2 separate regions of the Bombyx mori genome follow, and region 1 is linked to region 2. Evidence: chromatin contacts called from public Hi-C data. All regions are on one chromosome and are shown on one strand. Each heading gives the region's core, a stretch centred on a gene start, on an enhancer-like site or on the middle of the called end of the contact. The rest is flanking DNA. Distances are from core to core; before and after follow the strand shown. Region 1 overlaps EcR (ecdysone receptor). Region 2 overlaps EcR (ecdysone receptor).

Region 1 (6,191 bases), core at 3,368-5,867, 87 kb after region 2:
GGCGATACGACGCCGCGTCCGACAGCGTGCTGTTCGCCAACAACAAGGCGTACACGCGCGACAACTACCGCAAGGCGGGCATGGCCTACGTCATCGAAGACCTCCTACACTTCTGCCGGTGCATGTTCGCGATGGGCATGGACAATGTGCACTTTGCACTGCTCACGGCCATCGTTATATTCTCAGGTACGCATCAAATGAGTCATTTTGAAGATATTATGTCTTAATATTTTTTACTGGTGGTAGAACGTCTTGTGACAATTCTTGTTGGGTTTCAAACTTTGGTGGATATTAATGAAAAATGAACTCATAAATAATTGGTATAAAAAGTAATTTAAAGTACTCGTGGAATTGTACATGAATTTACTATTCATTTTCTTCTTGTGAGTCCGCACGAGTAGGTACCACCGCCCTGCCTATTTCCTCCGTGAAGCAGTAATGCCTTTCGGTTTGAAGAGTGGGGCAGCCGTTGTAACTATACTGAGACCTTAGAACTTATATCTCAAGGTGGGTGGCACATTTACACTGTAGATTTCTATGGGCTCCAGTAACCACTTAACACCAGGTGGCCTGTGAAGTCGTCCGCACATCTAAGAAAAAAAATTTAAATGAGTTTTTGGTTGAGGAACGCCTTTTTTTAAGATTGCTAGACGAGCTCACGTTCCACCTAGTGTTAAATGGTTCTTCTTATTTGTTTCCACCTTATCCCACTAGGCGGGACCGGCACAGCGAATTTGTCCATTCCATTCTCTTCTATCAACCGTCGTCTCAACACGCACTCCTCTCTCTCTCTTTCTCTCATATCGTCGTTCAGATACTCCATCTCTGTCTTCTTTGGTCGACCTCTTCCCCCTCTACCTTGCATTACCATTTCCATACATCTCCTAGTCACATGCATCTCCTCCCTTAGGGTTAAGTATTTACCGGAACGAATTACTGCTTCACAGCAGAAATACGCAAAGTGGTGATACCTACTCGTTCGGGCTCACAATACGTCCTACCACCAGTAAAAACATACAAATGTGTACGATTTCGATGTGGATGGAAACAAAATCATGCGTTAACCAAAAATTGCTATTTCTTTAAAAAAAAATTTTTTGCTGGTTCTATTTGAAAACTTCAACCTCTCGCCTAAAGTTAGGCAGCGACAAACATACAAAAATTTGTGTGAAACCAACTATGAGATGAGTCTCGATTTGACCACGTTAAAAAAGAAAATCCTCGCATTTTTTTAAATTTCTAACAGGATATTTAATCATTCCAGATCGGCCCGGGCTCGAGCAGCCGTCGCTGGTAGAAGAGATCCAGAGATACTACCTGAACACGTTGCGAATTTACATCATCAACCAGAACAGCGCGTCGTCGCGCTGCGCCGTGATCTACGGCAGGATCCTGAGCGTGCTGACCGAGCTACGCACGCTCGGCACGCAAAACTCCAACATGTGCATCTCGCTGAAGCTGAAGAACAGGAAGCTGCCGCCGTTCCTCGAGGAGATCTGGGACGTGGCGGAGGTGGCCACGACGCATCCCACGGTGCTGCCGCCCACCAACCCGGTGGTGCTATAGCCTCCGCCCGCCCCAGGAGAGAACGCTCATAGACTGGCTAGTTTTAGTGAACGTGCGCTGATCCGTATTCGGTGACAGATTAGTGATTATATGTGTTGTTGAACGTTTGGAGAGTATATATATAGTGTTGACGGCGAGGCCCGTCCGGCCCCGTACTTGTTTCGTTTCTGACCGGATGCTGCGTCGGTCGCGCCCTTGCGACCACGATAAGACTACTTTCTATAAGTACGTCTCTAAATTGAGGCCCCAAGAACCGGAAGCCTAACTAAGATACGACGGTTTATTTTATCACAGAGGAAACTGAAGTAATTAATATATTAACAGTTAACACAGGTTCAAAGCAGTTAGGCCGCTCCGGACTTCTCATGGTCTCAATAAGGCGGACGTATAAGAGTTACATAGAGAATAAAATAATAATATATGAAGAGATGTTTCTATTGGATGGAATGAGTGATGTAAAGTTGATAGTTATTTTTATTTACCAAATTAATGAAGAGTCGGGTGTAGACCTTTTGTAAGTGATGTGGCGAGGAGTGGATCGCAGTGTCGGCCGCGTGCTCTCAGCAAAAGCGTGCGGTCGACGCTAATAGTGCGATGGTTTTGGAATATGTTTGTTTATATATAGTTTATGTGTGAGGTGTTATCGTGTCCCGTCAATTTTAATTTCGATTCGCGTTCATTCGTCCTGTGCTCGCTACTCAGATTAAAAAAAAATTATCGTTACTGTGATTTAGAACACGCTGTATCTAATTTCATGATGAGAATGTGCGAAATGAAAATTCACGTGTAACTAAAACTGGATAAGGTTTATGATAAATTTCTTTGAGTACAATATAAATGAGTTGTCATCGGTGACTGGGCCACAGTACGACCTGATTATATTCACACGCATATGAAGACAGATATTGATTAATAAATGTTTAGATACATCGCGGTGTCCTCAATAATTTCTTCATTATATAAATCTTCAATAAATAATCTTTTTTATATTATGTTTGCAACGTTGTTAGCGTGTTCGATGGCAACTAGATTGGATATTAGATATGTATATAGACGTCGCGCCATCTGTATTCGTTTAGGTTAAACATTAAAAGTACAAAAGCAGCTAATTTATCTATATGATGTTTTCGTTCTAATAGCAAAGTTCGGGCGAGCTTACTGTGGGAACAAACTTAGTCGAGAGTGGTAGATGACACGCAAGCAACGTTGCCCGGCATCTAGATGTCTTCATTAGTTTTGTTAATGAACTATCTGACTTGTGACATTCACATAAGGTTTAATTTGATTTGTACTAAGTACCAGTCAATATATTTTCAATAAAAGCATCATTGGCAAATCTCTTTGTCAGCTCGCCGCGGTTCGAAAAGTGGACAACCAATATTACAGTACAAATTTGAGACTTCAACCTCATGTCTCAAGAAGGGCCGTGAGCTCGTTTGCCAATCTAAAAAAGTTAATCAAATAAAAACAAAAGAACAAGATTAAAAACATCGTGTCTAACAAATCTACATTGGCGTGACGCCAATGACTTATTTACCTAATATTACTAAATATTTTTTGATACATTTTTGGGAAAAAATCTAACGCGATTTAAAAGTGTTACAAACGATTCTAAACAAACTACCCTCAGATTTCGTATATACCAAATCAAGACAAACACAAAACAACTTATTTAACTGAAATAATCACAAACGAAACTGTACCGTAACGACGCTAAAATACAGTTGTTTTAGGATCAGCTAATTGTGTCTACGCTGTTGATGAATGGAAATATAGTAAATAAAATCTAAATTTAATCGATCTCATTTACCGGTAATCGTGATAAGCACGTATTGAGTTCGTAATCTGAACTCGTTTAGAGCACTATATGAGTCACTCAGTACTCAGTGTCCGTCTCGAAGCCTTCTGTCTCCCTCTAACATTACATAATTGTAATTTATTGTCACACCATATCGTTTTCTCGCTCCGTATTCACGCTAATATCTCGTCATCTGTAAACTTCGCGATAAATATGCTAATAATAAGTGTCTGTTTGGCGTGTTCAATGTGTTTAGCGTACCGTAATTTGTGTGATTGTTGTTTATGAAATTCATTTCTGTACAGGATGTGAGCTCCCGAAGTCGAAAGCTACAAAATATATTTATTACCTTAACTTAAGGAGGAAAACAATCGTTTGGTGCTTGAGCCCGCAATGCGTGCGAGTGACCGCAGTACGAATCACGTAAAAATCATGGAACAAAAACCGCAATGGATTCTGTACGCGTTCCATTGAGGGCTCACTAAACATGAGACATTATTATCAAATGAATAGCGGTCTCCGTTTCGGGAGAATTATCCTGTATGTAAATATATACAAGCGCGTCACGATCGAACCTGCACCGAGGACCGTGCTAGTTCGCTTAGAGATAACTCTTCGATTTAACTTAGCATTAGTCGTACATAGCACAAATTATCACTGGAGTGTCTTAAGCCTCCACGGTTTCAGAGGCGCATCGATAACACACACTGCCATTACAAACGTATAATATACACGGTGCGATCTCGTATGCGTGATCATAAATTCACAGTTTTTATCTAAAGTCGATGAATCTTTCATACGTCGCGATTGTAGTCTTTAGATGTTAATCGATCATGGAAATATTAGCTACGATACGTTGCCTTATTAGTGCGGTGCGATCGTGGACAACGTTAGGATTCGCTCCGCGTTCGCATTTCGCCTTCGACAAATATAACTGCCATACGATAAGTAATAAATGTTATACGTCGTTCGTCGCGTAGGTCTCATGAATAGCTTCATAGGATCCGGCTTCCGTCGGTGCACGAGCGATCGTGTTTGTCGACGTTATAATCATCGACAACGTAATAAATAAACTGTTAGTATTTAATAATCTCGAACGAGAAAATAATAATAACTACCATAAAATTAATTCGTGTCTTAGCTGATAATGAGAGAATATGATAGTTGTGTGTCTGATTGTGACGACGGAGAGACGGCACACGCAAGCGACCACGTGCGCGTAGTTGAGTACAGTGAAGTACAGTCGAATACAGTGTGGAGTACAGTGCAGTACAGTCGAGTACAGTTGACTACAGTCGGAATGGACGGTGCGGAGCCGGCGTTGCCGGTTGGATGCCTTCGAGAGTTTTGTTTGAGGTGGACCGGTCGGGAGTCTACCGCTTGTCCATTAACTTGTACATAGAGACCTATAGATCCTATTGTCATATGTTTGACATATGTACCTTTAGTTTTATTCATCTAAGAAGTACAGATGGCTGTTGTTATTTTTATATTATTTGGGTATATTTTTTTTTTTTGTAAATGACCTCTGTATTTATCTTTTGTAAGCTTTGTAAGCCATAGGGACTTAGAATAGTGTACGAGCTGCGAACATTGTGATTGCTGTTTTCTCTAATTTCGTATTTTATTGAGACAATTCGTTCTGCGTATGTATTCTTCGTTTCGACAAATATTTCTTAATATTTTTTTTTTTGTTATTTCAGAGTGCAATATGTACAAATATTTACATATTAATTGTACAGTCAATTTTTAGTTTTAATGTGTCAACGCAATATACTAGTGTTCGTTCGTTGAATGTACACGAGATGCATAATAATATAATAATTCGAAATCACAAGTGAGTTGCGATGTGACGTATTCACTCTCAATATTGTGTTTTTTTTTTTTTTAAATACTTAAGGGAATAATTTTATAATAGAAAGACTAAACTAAGCGAACTTTGTATTTAAACTATTTTTTTTTTGTAGCAGATTAGATTTGTTTACATAAGACGAATAATGTACATTTTGAATTGATTTTAAAGTGATTTAGTTGTTATTTAGTAACGAATTTTCTTATAAGGTGTAACTGGCAGCCCCGCGGTTTGGCTAGAATATTGATACCAGTGCTATGTGTGCAATCTCTGTTAGTGGATAGCCGCTTCCTACACAAGTGACCATTCCGTGTACACTTGATTTATATTATGTTATTTTATTTAAACGCGACATAAACTTGTTTCCCTCCTAATGTATTTGTTTTGCATTGATTATTGTCTGTGTTATGTTTAACGACAGCGGTGAAGCGAATTAGTTATAGGGATATAGACATGACGATACGTTTAAAAACTTTATAGAGTCAACTTTTATAAAATAATAATAACCAGAGAGACAAAACTAAGAAGGTGGGTACAAAAACGAGGAAATTTGTATGAAATATTGTTATGCGAATAAACTTACACCTCAAGATAAAATTATAAAAAAAAAAGCTTGTCTTTTATTTATTTTTTCAATAACCTTTTTATACATTTTTTAATTGCATATACATATAGGTGCGTGAGCTCACAGCCCACCTGGTGTTAAGGGGTTACCGGAGCCTATAGACATCTACAACGTGAATGCCGCCACCCACCTGAGATATGAGTTCTAAGGTCTCAGTATAGTTACAACGGCTACCCCATCCTTCAAATCGAATCGCAATACTGCTTCACGGCAGAAATAGGCAGGGTGGTGGTACCTACCCGTGCGGACTCGCGAAAGGTCTTACCACCAGTAAATATCATCTTGCCCATTTCTGCACGAAACAGCGCGCGATCCTAATTGAAACGGAGTTTGAATGACGGCATTCACGT
Region 2 (5,621 bases), core at 1,841-4,340:
CGACGGTACGTTACTTCGTAGCGTATAAAGTCATTTGGGGCTAGCCACATATGACGTCATACTTTGAAGTTGAAGTTTAGCAAAAACAGTCCTTTAAGTTATGAATTTAGATATTAGTCCAGAATTTAGAAATAGAAAGAACAGTGGACTAGCTTGTAAATTATAATACGCTATAAATTGTAGTCCAGTTAAGAACAGGGACAGGGATTATAATAAAGCAACTATCAGAAGTCGTCGTGGCCTAAAAGATAAGACGTCCAGTGCATTCGTGTTGAAGCGATGCACCGGTGATCGAATGCCGCAGGCGGGTACCAATTTTTCTAATGAAATACGTACTCAACAAATGTTCACGATTGACTTCCACGGTGAAGGAATGACATCGTTTAATAAAAATCAAATCCGCAAAATTATAATTTGCGTAATTACTGGTGGTAGGACTCTTGTGAGTCCGCGCGGGTAGGTACCACCACCCTGCCTATTTCTGCCGTGAAGCAATAATGCGTTTCGGTTTGAAGGGTAGGGCAGCCGTTGTAACTATACTTGAGACCTTAGAACTTATATCTCAAGGTGGGTAGCGCATTTACGTTGTAGATGTATATGGGCTCCAGTAACCACTTAACACCAAGTGGGCTGTGAGCTCGTCCACCCATCATCATATAAATAGCATATGAGCCCATGATGTGGAATAATATTCGAATATTTAATTTATATTCATACACAACTTATATTAATTATGATAATTCTTTGCGGCCGATTTCTATTCTATTCTGCGGCAACACATATAAAAAATATTTTCGAAAATCCTTTGGGAACTTCATTTTAAGCTGCTAATGCTTTGTTCGAAGTGCATCAATATTCGGAGATCAATCGATCAACCACTACTGATTTTTTTTTAATCTTATATTACAAAATTGGCATAAAAAAATATACCGACCAAAATTCTAAAATTAAACATAAGTACATATAGAATTTTTCGTTGGTCAAGTAAGAGATACGTAATTCACGCTGTTTTTGTTGCCATATTCTATTATGTATGTAATGAAATGTTTCAATGTAATTTTCAGCAAATCTTGCTTTACGATAAATATCAGTCGTAAGAATCATAAAGCAAGCTCGTTGTGCGACACGGTCAAACACACCCGGAATATCGATCGACACAATCGTATTACCATTGTTCCAATCTTGCTTTCAATCAATACTATGCCTACAATTTATACAGCGTTGCCCCGATGAACAAGAGCAACTGAAATAAGTTCTTCATACGACTATTGCACATCGACACAACAGAATCAACGATTTTCATTCAAATATCATTGGAAGGGGTAAATAGTGCATTTTGAAAATACAGGTGAGGTCAGACAGTTCAGTAACTAATCGATTTGCATCGAAAACAATGGTTCGCGTAAAATTTAGCAAAGTCATTAAAAGTGTTCAAATTAATTGTTCTAATTTCGGTGGTCATGTGTTGTGAGCCCACTCGGGTGATTACTGCTGCACTAACATTATGACTCGAAGCCATTAATAGAGTAGATAGAGCATTTGTAATTACAATGCAATTCTATCTTCTATTTACATTAATGAGCAGTAGCAGCAACAGCAGTATTACCACAGCTTAGTACTATAAAGACTCACTTGTTGAAATTAAAGAAAATTTTAAAATTCAAATCGAATTTTTCGATAGGATTCTCTAAAATCTGCATTAGAAGAATAATATAAATGGTAGTTTGTAAAATAAAAAATAAAATAAGAACATTCACTTTCCCGAAGACATAATCCCTTTCACAATAAGCTGATTGAGCTCACTCTGCTGTTAACGTGGTTAGCCTAATTAGTCGTCTGATGACCCTCGGGAATGAGTTATTGTTAGCATAAACTATTTATAAATGACCGACCTCAGTCCGTCTCTAGCTGTCTTCTTGTATTTAAATGAAGAGAGAAAAAATTGTAAGTGCTTACGTACGTTCAGAGATCTAAAACATCATTGCTCTGCCTTTACACACTGTCGGCCCTCTAATGAAACGAGACAAGAGGAAAGAAAATATGAAAATGCTAAATAAAACTGCAGTTCTTTTGAATTTTTTTATTATCGGTAGGGGTTTTTACATTACGAGTCTCGATTTAGCTCCCTCCGATTTTGAGTATACAATGCTATATAAACGCCAGATGAAACTCTTAGTAAAGGCGAAGCTTAAAATACATTTTAACTAACAAAGCTAACAGAGTTTAAGTTTGGTTTATTACTATTATTTTTCAAGCGATATGGAGACATGTTTCAACGCCTTTAAATTAGGTGAACGCCCTCAAAGATTAATCTGACATTAATAAAACACGTCAATACTAATACTAGCTTCAAATGTTCACTACCAATACATATCAATAAAGCTATTCGTTTAAAGCTATCATCGGATTGCTTAAAGCGAAATATGGATATGTTTTTATCTATATATTAATACGTGAAGCAAAAACTTTGTATCCCTTTTTACGAAAATTGCGCGGACGGAGGAGTATGAAATTTTCCACACTTATACAGAATATAGAGAAGAAGTGGACAATGCTGATATTTTTTTAAATAATGCATAAATATACAGTAAATCAATAAAGAAAACATTACACACACTACATACCATGTATTTGACGCACACACGCATGCATACTATTTATTGTCAAACTTTTGTTCTTGACGTCTGTTGTCAAATTGAGAATAGATTAAATATTGTTTGTCTTTGTTAATATTTTGTATAGTGTAGTCTTGGCGAAATTTGTGATTATAGAAGTATAAAATACAATCATAATAGTGTACAAACTTACAATTCCAATTAATTATAGTCGAATTTCGACTACTGCGGGACCTCTAGTTTATTTTAATAGGACAGCTTTGCGAGAAGGAATCTTAATTATTCGTGACTGAAGAACGACCACGTCATTATTTCGATAAAAACTGCTCAATTCAATGTTTTCAAACCAACTTTAGAGTTGAGAAACCATTTTAGCGGGTTTCAAACTCTGAACGTAAAACAAATCTCGATCGTGTTGTACACAGTCTGTTCACGGTCTATTCTCGTCAGGTTCATCGTTAACAAAAATGATCTCATCAGTACGATGCAGCGACAATGTGAACATTGTGATTAATGTCCGCGTGTCACTCTTCTCTGTACATACAGAAATTGGTGTATTTATGTCCATGTAAAGATAGTGATTGTGCGATTTAAAAAAAAAACATGAAGTTTGAAGTCGGCTCAAGAAAATTTGTTAATTCTCTAGTCACCAAATTTGAATTCAATTCTTGTCGTTGCGTCTTTTTGGATGTAACTTTGAGATGGATTTTAAATTAGCTTACGGAGCTGCTATGGAGATTAGAGTATTAAGCGGTAGGCAGCGGCTTAGCTCTGCCCCTGGCATTGCTGAAGTCCATGGGCGACGGTAACCACTCACCATCAGGTGGGCCGTATGCCCGTCTGCCTACAAAGGCAATAAAAAAATAAAAATATTACTCGTCTGATCTCAGAACAAAAAAAAAACGGCATACGGTGCACGGTGGTTACATATCTTCAAGAAGATGAAGTTTTCAAAATGTTTTCTTTACTTTTTTAGCTTTCATGCCTTTTTTTGGGGTTTTCTATCATTATTGAGTTACAATCAAGTTTCTCATTGTTGCATGGATTTAGACCTGTCTATATCTCAAGTTTATTTTGCGTACTACTACGAAACATTCCAGTTCTTAGTCAATTAAAAAGTATTAAAGTACAGAAGCAAAATAAGAAGCCAAATGAAACACATTCACAATACATTTGGTACACAATGGTATGTAAGGTAATGGTAGACATAATATTAGTAAAATTTTAAAGTTAAATAATGTCAGATTCTTACAAGCGAAGACGTTAGCAAAAGGCAGTCCTTTAAATAAATTACACGGCGGGCGGCGACCGCTATCTGTCGATCTGTAATTAAACAGAATTGCCGCAATTTATATGGCACATCGTCTTTAGAGCCCATGAATTGAGCAATTAGAGTATAAGGAATTTCGTTAATTAAAAAATTATATGGTGCTAGAGTTGAACAATCAAAAATACATGAACAAATTTGTATTGTAAAGATTGTATTATCGGAAACCTCAACTCATATATTTCACAGTTGCTTAACTAAGATACGTCAGGAATTATTTTACTTTCGTTAATTTAAATACAATTTTATTTGATCGGAAAACAACAAAAAACAAACACGTGTGAAATTCATACAACGCAGAAATTAAAACTACGTAAGCGTTCTATCTCATTTATTCACGGCCTAATATTCTATAATAGGTATATTTGGCGCTTTATCGTTTAGATATAGGTTCAGTCTCTTCATAGGAACATTGAACCGAAGTTCCATTCCAATGTATTCATTACGATTCATCTGTTGAAAAAAATAAGAGAATAAACTTGCATTCAAAACTTAATGTTTGAAATATACATATCGACGCTTGAAAGGCAAAAGTGACTAAGCGACAATAACTGCTTTGTACATAAATGATAGGCAATAACCATATTCAATGCGCAAAAAATATATATTTCTAGGTCTATTAAAATAATTTCAATCCTACAGCTACTAGCTAGATTCTACTACTACTAGATTCGTTAAAATAAATTTTGTTTACAGGTATTTCAACTTTAAATTAGTCTACTGTAAAGTTCACGCATTGTCGTTTAATCATGTTTGCCTTTCAAGCGTCGAGATATACCCCCTGTACTGTAATTAACAACAGAATAAAAGTCAACAAAAACTGCATCAAAGTCTTCAATTCAATAAATCATATTCTAACGTATAGACAATTAAAAAACTAACACAAAGATATTAATTCTGGTATATTAGATTAACAGAAGCAACATATTATATGACTAGTATATTATCATAAACACGCAATAAGAGAGTCGACATTTTATAACATCGCTTAGAACAATACATGTAAACTTAATATCCATTGCTACTTTATAGCCACATTTCAAAAGGCCATTATAAACATAAAATACACTTGAGTAGTAAATATTTAACATCAATATAATGTGCTTGTTGTGTTCGGTTATAAATAAAATAAATACGGTGTGCTGGAAAAAATAATAATAAATCCTACATGCTTAAGTAACTTATTTTTTATTACATACTTTCTTTTCGACACAGACCTATAAAATAAAAGGTAGCATAGATATACATACATAGTACCAGGCTAAAGTTATGAGTTGTTTCAATTCTTATTTGAAGGTACCTATATTTTGGGACAGTTTGTTAGTTCCGTGGTGAGTTTTATATTTGACTCGTGTTATTTATTCTTAAAAAATATAATACAAAACTGTATTAATTGTTTGATTGCTACATCAGCTTAGGGTATCTAATCTTATTGGTACATATTCGAAGTAACGGTTAGTGTCAATGTCTTCATTTCTGATTTTGTATTCTTGAATTTTGTGTGTATTTTTATCATGTTTTGTATTTGTTTTCCTTGTCAATAACACAGAAGAAATTTCTAGCTTGAGGCCTCATAAAAATAATAATACAAAACTGTATTAATTGTTTGATTGCCACATCAGCTTAGGGTATCTAATCTTATTGGTACATATTCGAAGTAACAGTTAGTGTCAATGTCT

The links. Hi-C and Micro-C count contacts between places; a contact is called where the count stands out from the background.
Region 1: a Hi-C map of midgut shows a contact between it and region 2, with 2.6 times the contacts expected there. The contact joins two enhancer-like sites. A contact is called at or near these places in 3 of 7 Hi-C or Micro-C datasets (midgut and whole pupa).

The regions. Positions count from the first base shown.
Region 1 is chr10:6,339,009-6,345,199 of ASM3026992v2, forward strand. EcR (ecdysone receptor) reads left to right here. Exons shown (of 9, transcript NM_001173377.1): 9 at 2,298-3,028. The coding sequence ends at 2,356. Among protein-coding and RNA genes, the nearest start is that of LOC134199492, 4.3 kb to the left of the region's middle. Within about 2 kb of position 4,618, at least 7 of the 8 cell types and tissues checked have open chromatin away from gene starts, as enhancers often do.
Region 2 is chr10:6,253,776-6,259,396 of ASM3026992v2, forward strand. All of the region lies in intron 3 of EcR (ecdysone receptor), which reads left to right. Among protein-coding and RNA genes, the nearest start is that of LOC105842224, 42 kb to the right of the region's middle. Within about 2 kb of position 3,091, at least 3 of the 8 cell types and tissues checked have open chromatin away from gene starts, as enhancers often do.